3 separate regions of the Rattus norvegicus genome follow, and regions 1 and 2 are each linked to region 3. Evidence: chromatin contacts called from public Hi-C data. All regions are on one chromosome and are shown on one strand. The core of a region is the stretch at or near the end of the contact, and the rest is flanking DNA. Distances in the headings are between cores, read along the strand shown. Region 1 has its middle 210 kb from the start of Adgrl2. Region 2 has its middle 190 kb from the start of Adgrl2. Region 3 has its middle 47 kb from the start of Adgrl2.

Evidence for each region. A called contact is a pair of places that touch in the nucleus more often than the background predicts.
Region 1: a Hi-C map of liver shows a contact between it and region 3, with 7 times the contacts expected there. The contact joins two enhancer-like sites. A contact is called at or near these places in 2 of 12 Hi-C or Micro-C datasets (both in liver).
Region 2: a contact with region 3 is called in a Hi-C map of liver, with 4 times the contacts expected there. The contact joins two enhancer-like sites. A contact is called at or near these places in 2 of 12 Hi-C or Micro-C datasets (kidney and liver).

What each region holds. Positions count from the first base shown.
Region 1 is chr2:240,704,722-240,708,549 of GRCr8, reverse strand. It overlaps a transcript of Adgrl2 not described here. Among named protein-coding and RNA genes, the nearest start is that of Adgrl2, 210 kb to the right of the region's middle. Within about 2 kb of position 1,794, at least 8 of the 93 cell types and tissues checked have an H3K27ac peak or open chromatin away from gene starts, as enhancers often do. A contact at or near this core is called in liver, where this site is marked.
Region 2 is chr2:240,683,165-240,686,870 of GRCr8, reverse strand. It overlaps a transcript of Adgrl2 not described here. Among named protein-coding and RNA genes, the nearest start is that of Adgrl2, 190 kb to the right of the region's middle. Within about 2 kb of position 2,305, at least 2 of the 93 cell types and tissues checked have an H3K27ac peak or open chromatin away from gene starts, as enhancers often do. A contact at or near this core is called in liver, where this site is marked.
Region 3 is chr2:240,540,233-240,543,704 of GRCr8, reverse strand. It overlaps a transcript of Adgrl2 not described here. Among named protein-coding and RNA genes, the nearest start is that of Adgrl2, 47 kb to the right of the region's middle. Within about 2 kb of position 1,849, at least 2 of the 93 cell types and tissues checked have an H3K27ac peak or open chromatin away from gene starts, as enhancers often do. A contact at or near this core is called in liver, where this site is marked.

The DNA.
Region 1 (3,828 bases), core at 545-3,044, 160 kb before region 3:
GTGCTTACATCCACTGCTAGAAATGATTTTCGGTTTTCAGTTACTAGATTTATAAATAAACCTTAAAATTCATGCTGCGTGTGGGGCGTGCTTGTGATCGCGTGTGCATGTGCACGTGGGCAGGTAGGGTTGATCTGCGTCTGTGGACATATGTGTGTGTGTAGAGGCCACAGGTAACAGTCAGTTCTTTTCATTGTTGCTCCCATGGCATAGTTGGAGACAGGGTATCTCACTTAAGCCAGAGCTCCACATTGATTCGATGATAACTCCAGAGTTCCTCCTGTCTCTGGCATCTCGGAGGACATCATAGACACTTGTCTAAAAGCCTGGCTTCCCACATGTGTACCAAGGATCTGATTTCAGGTCTTCATGAGGGAATTTTTACCGATGGAGTTATTGCCTCAGCTAATACTTTTGAGTATATAATGACACTAAAATCTATGATTGTCGACATTGGATCTATATGAAATATGACCAGTCCCTATCAACTGCTTGGCTTCTCCCACTCTTCTTTGTCTTTATAAATCATTGCTCCATAAACACTGAAATAGGAATTGAGCAATGGGAGACTTGGAAGAACCATCACAATTATGTGATGAGGGAAACATCTGGAAAGGGGGGGGGTCATGACCTAATTCTCTTCTGAAAATAATAAAGGAAACTCTTCGGTGAGCCCCCTGAAGAATCATGAGTGGAAGTGCCCGTCAAACATTAACTAAGACAGCGTGTGCCAAAGCTTTCGGTACCTCGGGTTGTCACTCTGCTCCATAAATATTTATTCTGCTGATGGTTTTTAAAAACCTGCTAGTCTCTTTTTTTACACGTGGAAGTTAAGTTGGTATGTTTATTTTAGATTATATTACAGAACTTTTCGGCAGTTGGGGTTTTTAAAAACATTTATTCAACTCCCTTTTCTATTTCAAGTTGGTGGGTTGACTGGAACGCCTTAGGAGTTGGTAGGAACTGGCTTGCCTCAGGTGAGAGTGGATCTCACCAACTACAACGTGCTTCCCTTAGAAATTTAAAAACCTCTCTGGATAAGCAGAGATATTAGGAAATTTGGGGGGTTTGCTTGTTTTGTTTTGTTTGGAAAGAAATTTTTACTGTCAACAAGACATCCAATGACAGAAGCTTTCAGAAGACAATGACTTTGAAGGTTTCAGTTACTGTCAGCCCAAGAGTGATCACAGCCTTTCTGCGTTATAAATCCTTCTGGGATGTGGAAGATGGTTCAGTTGGTGCCATAACATGCCTGCCTCACACACTGAGGACCTGAGGCCAACCCTGGCACTCACCTACAAAGCCAAGCACTGGAGTGACATACACAGGAGGGTCCTTATGGTTAACTTCAAGTTCAGTGAGAGACCAAGCCTCGAGATATAATGTACAGAACACTGGTCTCTGCCTTCAGAGAGAGCCTAGGACAGTAAGAGACACCTCTGCATGTACCTGTACCACAGGATCACAAATGCTGTGCTGTTGTCAGTCCTGAGTACCAGCAGAGCAGGGAAACATGACCTCCTGGCCACCTTACCACCGAGAGATGTAACTGAGGATCACAAAGCAATGGACGCCTAAATGAAGGTCAGCAAAAGCCTCCGTGGAGAGATCTTTAGCAGGTGCTTCTCAACTGTGAAGTCCCAGGAAGACCTGCAGGACTGTGACCTGTGTGACTGTTAGATAAAGTCTCTCAAGTTTGTGGGACCTAAACTGTGACTCTAAGGGTAACTCGGTTTTGCGCAACAGTGTCTGCTCTGAGTAATTGGGAAATCTTCTCTGAAATCATTAACAGTTCTAGGAGGCCATTGTTTCAACATGGGAGTGAGTCACGCTCTGGTATATCCAGTACTGGGGCAACTGTGGTCATAACTAATTAATATCTGAGACAACCACGGGGCAACATAACCGAGGCGACGTACTTGTCTCTTCAGTCGGTTCACAGACTCGTTTAGTTGGCAAGACGAAGTGACAGGAGCTTTCGATGAGAAGGTCTTGTTTTGGCATCTGCGTTCATCTCTTTGGGCCACCATTTAAATGTACGAGCGAACTCAGTGCTTTGTCCGTGTGAGCCTTGTGGGGTTGCTGTCACAGAAGGCTGGAGGCGGTTCTCAAGGAGCGAAGTCCAGGTGCCAGGGATCTTGGGAGTCCTTCTTATGACATCACTTCTATTACCTCCTGGCAGAAAGTGGAAGGGCACAAAAGGATAAGAAAATGGGCCAAAGTATGGTCACGTGACCATACTGTCTTCTCAGAAGGACCTGATTCCTACTTTGGGGAACCCACTCCCCTGATTTGGGGAACTCACTTCTGGTTATGCAAGGCCTTGTGCAGGCAACAGCTCAGCCTCCCCAAACCCCTTCATGTCTAGACTCCTTAGATTTAATCTCTCTCTCTCTCTCTCTCTCTCTCTCTCTCTCTCTCTCTCTCTCTCTCTGTGTGTGTGTGTGTGTGTGTGTGTGTCCTGCTTCTGGTGATGGGACATTTATGTTGATAAAAATATTTTGACCTAATTTTGTTGAAATTTGAGCGGCAACCCACAGGATTCAGAGTCTTGGTTTTCTACCCCGAATTTGCTGTGAGTGGTGAGCAGGTATTTCCATGTTCACCTGCGGCTTTGTGTGAGACAGGGAGTGGGCGTGGGCCTGTAAGGTCAGAGGTCAACCTTTCCTATGGCTCCTCTGCGGCTGTTCACCTACAACAAGGTGAGACGAAGTGAAACAGCGTGATTGGTCCCTGATTACCTCAGAACCTGCCTAGTGGTCAGCGAGGTCCAGCAGCTGCTCCTGTCTCTACATCCCCATCGTCGTGGTCATAAGCAAACCTTACCAGGCCAGGATTTTAAAACAGGATCAAACTCAGATGCTGGGACTCACAAGCACCTAAGCGCCTAAGCTCTCTCCCCGACCCTGAACTGCTGCTCCTTACAAAGCCTGTCCTGCCTGCCCCTTTCCTATCTGTCTGGCCATGACTAATGTTTCTGAGTGTTTAAATAACAAGACTCACTTTTAAAAGATTTAAGCACAGTTGCTCCCTGTGAATTTCAAACTTAATGAAAATTACCTGCCCTACCAGGAAAGCAGGGAGGCTTTCTTCCTCAGCAGGCAAAAGAGGGTGAGGATGGGCGAGGCTCCCCTCCTGATCTTTGTCTTTGGCTCCTGTCCTGTGGGGGAAGCTGTGTGGGTTGAGTGGTAGAAGTCCTCATTTCTCTTCATCCTGCAGTTCTGCTTCTCAATAACGCCTTATCTTACGCTACTTATCGTACTTATCCCCCCTCTTCCTCCTCCCCCTCCTCTTCTTCCTTCCCCTCCTCCCACTCCTCCTCCTCTTCCTCCTCCTCCCCCTCCCCCTCCTCTTCTTCCTCCTTCTCCCCCCTCCTCCTCCCTTCTCTTCCTCCTTCCCCTCCTCTCCTCCTGGTTCTCCTCTTCTTCCTACTCCTTCTTCCTTTCTGCTAAGGATTGAACCCGCCAGGTTTGGTTACATATTAAGCCAGAGGAAAATGCTGGGATCTTTAGCTCCAGTCTCCTTAGCCATCTTCCTCTGAAGTCTGCTTATGGAAGGAACTTTGCAGCAGCAACTCTTGGTCCCTTTATTTGCGTACCCAGCCTAATCCTAGAGGCAGAAATCAGCCATCTTTATTCTGGGTGTTACAGCAGGTACCTCTGAGACTCAGACGTAAGAGTGGCGTGGTGGGCAGAACAGAGTTAACTGAACTCAGCAAGGTTTACCCCTCCACAACCACCGCACTATGCTCAGGAAGAAGGCCAGAACCTTTGAGTATTGGGCCGTCTTTCTACTCGAAGTGAACTGATGTGACTCTGTCGGATAGAG
Region 2 (3,706 bases), core at 1,056-3,555, 140 kb before region 3:
CGCTGTGAGGTACCCTGTAAAGTTCCTCAGGTCAGCTGGACTGCTGTTCCCCAACAGCAAGACTGTTGGGTGTCCTTTAGGCGAGAAGCCCCAGGTCTAGCCTGACGTTGACAGACCATTTTGTGACAAAAGGGTGACCCTGAATGCACCAACGTGGCTTCCGGAAAGAGCGTTAAATCGCACTGAGCTGTTTTTATTCTTCAGACCTGATACTAGGTAGGGCGTGAGCTGTGATGCAAGCTTATTTTTCTCTTAGTCTTTATAATTCCAAATTAAACCCAAGAGCAAGGCATGGAGTGATTGAGGAGCAGAGTGGAGCCAGGGTGTCTGAGTTAAAACCCTGCACTTGCTAACCAGGTCCAGGATTTTAGCAGGTTACCCAAGTTCTCTGTGAAAGACCATGGTGACTTACAGAGCCCTCACGGTACACATCAGGGGCCCATTGTCATCTCCTTAGTCGGGAGTCAGAGGTCCGAGGTCGGAAAAAGATTTTGCATTCCCCAAAAAGTATGTGACCGTTATTAGGGGGAGAGGAGGCGACTGAAGCAGTAGGTGAGCAATGATACTTTAATTCAGCATTGTGTGCTTTCATACGAAATTTATAAACTGGAAACGCGCACTGGCGAGACAGCTCAGCAGGTAAAGGACCTTGTCCCCAAGCCTGACAGGCTGAATTGGGTAACCCCTGTGACCCAAAGCGTAGAAGGAGAAAACTCACTCCTGAAAGTTGTCTTCTGAAACACACACACACACACACACACACACACACACACACACACACACACACACACACACACACCAAATAAAAACTTAATAGAAACAAGAATTAAAAGGTAAAGCACGTAACTCACATATGATGTGCATGTTCCATGGATTGTGTTACTTAGATTCTCGCCAAGCGAAACGATCACGTTAAAGAACATTATTACAAGGGCCAGAGACACGGCTCAGTGTTAACAATACTGAGTGCTCTTAGAAAATCTAAGTTCAAATCCTAGCGCCCCACAGCTCACAACCGGCTCTAACTCTAGCTCCAGGGGACCCAGTGCTGTCTTCTGCCTTCAGCATGCTTAGGGTGCACTTACATAGCAATACTACATGAGTAGCCATAAGCAGTGGGCAAGGGAAGTAACATGTTCATCGATATTGGAGCACTGGAACGTTCCACTGGAGTCCGCTGACGTTTGAGTCCGACTTCACTGTCATTATGGAAGTGAGCCTTTTGTTGTTCTGTCTCTATCTTCGAGGTTCGAGTAATCAATGAAATTAAATAACACACCCACAGGGCACCCAGTGCTGCCTTATATTGATGTGAGAGATGTGTTCTGCCCTCAAGTAAGGCAAGTTTCATGGAATAGATCATTGAACAGAACGATCCAAAACTATGAAAGAATAATTTGATGCGAGCACTCCCTGATTAGTCTGGTAGCACTTCTAAGTAGGTGTTTAAATATATAAGTTCAGGATGAAGTGGAAGTGCCCTCCACTGGCAATCAGGAAAGCAGAGCTTGTGAACGTGTTACCAGGAAAGGCCTTCTTGGCGAGTGATGCGTCAGGACCATCGTGGAACGGTGAAATGAACAATGGGAGCCTGGGTTACAGCCTCAAGTTTCTCACCAGAATCCGAATAGCGGTGAGAACAAAGTGTGACACCTGCGTCTCTCCTCCATGGTGACAATAGCTTCATCCAAGAAGTCCCAGGGAGGGAGGCAAAGCCCATCTTCCCGATCTGCCACAGACTACGCATGGCAGTCTGCTCCAGGTACTTGGATCTCTGTGGTAATCAGCATGCCAAGATGGATGGATCTGAGTTGTCCACACCCTCATGTGGGAACTTCTCTGCCTTAGAGTGTAGACAGAATTCTAACTCGCTCTGTCTGGTCGCCTAGCTGACGGTCAGCTCACAGCCTTGTGAGATCCTGTCTAGGTTCTTCAGAGCTGTGTGAAACAGATGTCTCTGTGTGTTAGGCTTCTGAGTCTGTGGTTGTTTTTCGGCTGTTGCAATAGTTAATAATCTAACTTTTGCCTAATCTAATGAAAGGACAAAGTCTGCTTGGAATCTAGTTCAGCTCTGTTCACTCGCCCACTTCCTCCTCTGTTCCTAGATGTGATTTGTTGTGCATTTATATTTTTGCCTCTACAACTTGTTAAACCTGAAGACGGACCCTCCCCACTCCACTGCCATTTCCCCTCTCAAATCCCATTTCTAGTATGGGGAATAGAGATGAACGTAGAAAGAAAGAGGCTAGGAAGATCTCTCCGGCAGGTAGGTACCTGTCATGCAAGCAAGAGGACCTGAGTTTGGCTCCAGAGAACCCCACATAAAAGCCAAGTGCCATCCAAATATATTCAAACGGACAAGCTTCACCTTCAGCTAGACACCCTGCTTTTAAAATTAAGATAAAAAAGGGCTGGAGAGATGACTCAGCAGATAAGAGAACTATCTGCTCTTCCAGAGGTCCTAAGTTCAATTTCCAGCAACTACAGGGTGGCTCAGAACCATCTGTAATGAGATCTGATGCCCTCTTCTGATGTGTCCAAAGAGAGGGAGAGTGTATTCACATACATAAAATAAATGAAAATTTAAAAAATTAAGATGAAAAAAATCAAGAAAGACCCCTGAGCCAATATCTTACCCCCCACCACCACTATACACACATACACACACACACCACTGTACACACACACCACTACATACACTCTACACATACACACACCACTATACACACACCATACACACATACACAAACACACCAATATACACACCACCATACACACACATACACACACACACAAACACACCAATATACACACCACCACTATACACACATACACACACACACCACTGTACACACACACCACTACCTACACTCTACACATACACACACCACTATACACACACCATACACACATACACAAACACACCAATATACACACCACCATACACACACACATACACACACACACACACACACACTACACATACATACACATATTACACACAGAGCAGAAAGAACATTTGTATAAATAGATTTTACCTCCTTGCTTTAGATCAAATAAGTATTGTTGTAGGAAATAAGCCATCACCAAAAAGGAGCTGTGAGAAGTTATGAGTTACCCCTGTCCAGTTGCACTGGTCTAGTGTGTATGCCCTCACACAAACTCTGGCACTCCCTGCCCTTCTGGGTCTGCATTTTCAAACACTATAACAAAACACGTTTTCCCAAGTTATTCGATAATCTTTGACAACAGCCTTGCTGGTTTTGTAATGCTTCTGACGTGCTGTTTCATTTTATGTTTATAATTCAAGTCCTTTAATCAATCTGGATAAGGCAGAATTTAAAGGGACTGTGAGCGCTTCTGACCAGCCAGGGGCCCGGGTTAGAGACAGTTGTTTTATTCTGAACCTCATCGGCCTTTTCCCACTTGAGAAACATTATGGATAATCTGTATAGAAAGCAGAGTCTGATTCGGAATCAGACACGGGTCTAACAAGGAACCAAAGTTTTCCATTTCTGCAGGAAGAACACTGATCTGGTGCTTCCCCTTGGATTAGGCCTCTGATAGGCAGGAATTGTTTCAGGCCGACATAAGTGTCCACAAGAGGAACTTTGGACTGAATGCTTCAACAAGAACTAAGTTAGTAACAACAGAGCAATGACAGACAGCAGGAGAAGGTGTCTCCTTCAGTGGGCACGTAAAGGAA
Region 3 (3,472 bases), core at 600-3,099:
TCGTATTAATGCCATTTTTTAAGAGCCTTGCCTGATGAAAAGAAAGAACCATTTCTTTTGAGACAGGGTCTTCATAAATTAAACATTAAATGTGTGTGTGTGTGTGTGTGAGAGAGAGAGAGAGATACATACATGCATACATACATACATACATACATACATGTATCTGAGAGCCACAATGGCTGCTGATTCTCACCATCCTCCTTGTTTGATCCTTGTCCTCCAATTCTCATTACTCTATAGATCAGGCTAGCCCTCCAGTTTCTGTCTCCATTTCCCATCTCACCTCAGAAGCTTGGGAACTACTGACTGGCTCTGCTGTGCCTAGTTTGATAAGGGTTTGAGGAATCCGAAGCCAGAATACAGTTGCTCAGTAACCATTTCCCTTTGGAGCTGCCTCCCCAGCCTAGATTAAGGAAGCCATCTAGGCTCGACCTGAACTAACTGTGTAGATTAGGCTGGTCTTGAACACTTTATCCTCCTGTCTCAGTGCCCCAAGTCCTGGGATTTAGGTGCGGGCGCCATCCTTCTTGGTCAATTTACTTTAGACTAGGCTAACATGATCATAGATGCCAGTATTGGTTTCCAGACAGGAAGGTATTTGTAATGATTTCCATTTAATGGAATCTACACATCAACTAATAGGATAATTGTTCTACTGAAGTTTTAATAGCACAATATCTGGCAGGTATAGTATCACGTGCTCTGAAACAAAAGTAAGGAAAATGTCAGTTATTAAAAGTAGATGGAACTTCTTGAAGAGAGCAGTAGTCCATCAATACTACAAAATATAATTTTTTAGAAATAACATATTATCCCGTATTTCAACATGTTAGAAAAGGTACTCTGTAGCCCGCAATGTGTGACTTGGCTCAGTGGAGGAGAGGCCACACTGTATGTGAGATCCTTGGCTTAATATCCAGGATCACCAAATTTTACAGATAACTTACAGATACCTTTAAAAATGAGCATTATTTCTCTAAAGGGTTCTCATGCTGTGCAGACATTCATGATGATCACACTTTCCAGATTATAAACTGATGGAGTGACATTCCATGAGAAGCTTTCTTCACCTACAATTACACCGGAAATCTGTACGGGGAAACAGTGACCATAAAGTAAATTAAGAGTAAACATCAGCCGGGCGGTGGTGGTGCATGCCTTTAATCCCAGCATTCAAGAGGCAGAGGCAGGTGGATTTCTGAGTTCAAGGCCAGCCTGGTCTAGAGTGAGTTTCAGGGCCACATGGAAAAGCTCAGTCTCAAAATCAAAAATCTAAAAAACCAAACACACACACACACACACACACACACACACAAACAAACATATACACAAACACACACACATAAACAAACACATATACACATATACATGCACATACACACACATACAAACACACATACATATACAAACACACACACAAACATGCACACAAACACACACACATACACAAACACATATACACATACACATGCACATACACACACAAACACACACACGTGCACACACATACACAAACACACATACATACACACACACACACACATACACAAACACACATACATACACACACACACACACACACACACACACACACACACAACCAAAAACCCAAATAAACAAGAGGAGTATCAGTGATATCAGCAGGAAACATGCTGAATTGGGGTATTGAAAATGAGTCTTAACTCAGGTTCTGTAGGTTGCCCAGATTCTAAGTAAATATTCTCCTTTGAAAAATAGAATTAGCCTGTGTGGGGCTATCAATCCCTTGTGGCTTTAAGTAAAAGTCTAGCTTGTTTGCCTTAAAACATTCGTGTTTGGCTGTCTCTGCCATGAGTCCTACTCATTGGTTGAGCAATGGCTAGTAACCTCTGCAGTTGGCAACAGTCCTGAGAAGGTTGTTTGCTTCTGTCTGTGGGTGGGAAGTGTCTGATTTCTTTCACGTGTCCTTCCTGGGTGGAACATAATTACCGGGTATGGCATGGTGCAAGAGTAATGAGAAATAGCATTTGCTTCTGATAAACATGGGGGTTGGGGGTGGTGCAAACAAAACAACGTGTAAGGCAAGACTAAGACAGTATAGGGTTGTGGGGAGTTAGCAACCAGCTAGGAGAAAACTGAGGCCCTGTGAACTCCAGCCAATCGGTAAGCAGAACGATTCACCGTGCGAATTGCGAGTAACAAATCTGCTAGTATCACCGTGAACCCTTTGAACACAGGAAAGCACGTTCACTGTTACTTTGTACGTTTCTGCATGTCTTAGACGGGGACATGCGATCCACATGTTTGCTCAGAATATAAAGGAGTGTCTACTGAAGCATATAAAGAGGCTCCTCGTTTCCTGGAGGAAAAAGGAAAGGCATGAAAGGAAAGTGGGTCAAAAGTAAAGACCTTGTGTGCTTGTGTGTACATATATATTCATGTATATATGTGTGCACTTATGTAGACATATGCGTATTTGTGTGCATGTGCACCCGAGCTCGTGTTGGAGAGCTCACATACAGAGAGAGGCCAAAGCTCAATGTCAGTGCTCTTCACCGTTCTCCACATTCCGGTTTGAGACACTGGTTCTGGAATATATGGAGCTTGCCGACCGGGCTAGAATGGCTTGCTAACAAAGCTAAGCCGGGATCCTCCTGTCTCTGCCTCTCCAGCACCGGTGTGACAAGCACATCCTGTTATGCTAGCATTTCCATGAATCCTGTGAGATCCATTCAGGTTCCCAGGCCTGCACTGCATGGCTCTTACCTTCTCCCCAGCTCCCATCCAGTCCTGATGCTCTGACTTCCCACTCTCCACAGAATAGAGACTCGGGTCAAGATGCACTTCTGTTTCCTTTAATGCCATTCCGAGAGGACAAGAGGCACTGGCAGAAACTGGGTGACTCACGCAGGAGATACTTTAGGTCTGCAGGAGGCAACGGGATTCATGGGGAACTTGTACGTTGGTGCCCGGATATCTGTTTACCAAGAAAAATCCCATACTCAAGGGTGCTGTGAGGTTACAAATAAACCATGCTCTCAGGAACCCTTGCCTTGAGCCCCAGAAGCTAAAAATACATAACCTCTCAATTGCCCACCACCAAACAAGGATCTGACACGTGCTAGTCAGTGCTCCACCCTGAGCTACATTCCCACTCTCCAAATCTCAGTTTTCAGTTGACAAATAACAGATTAAAAACCAAAAGACTATTCGACCTTGTGTCTGCGGGGCAAACAAAACTGCATGTGTGGGCTAGCCTTGTTCTGCTCCAGCAGTCTGTAGCATCTGAGGTATGCTGATAATTTATAAGCATGGTCTAAGGAACTACTGTGGTGGAGAACAAGTAGAACCAGCATTGCAGAAATGTGTAGCAGGCAACGTTAAATACGGCCATTATGATGGTTCCAGAAGACCCCAACTCCCAATCATCAAAGACAGGTGTAGGGAGAACCGGTATGGTTTCCTTGACACTATGAACTAGTATTCTGCT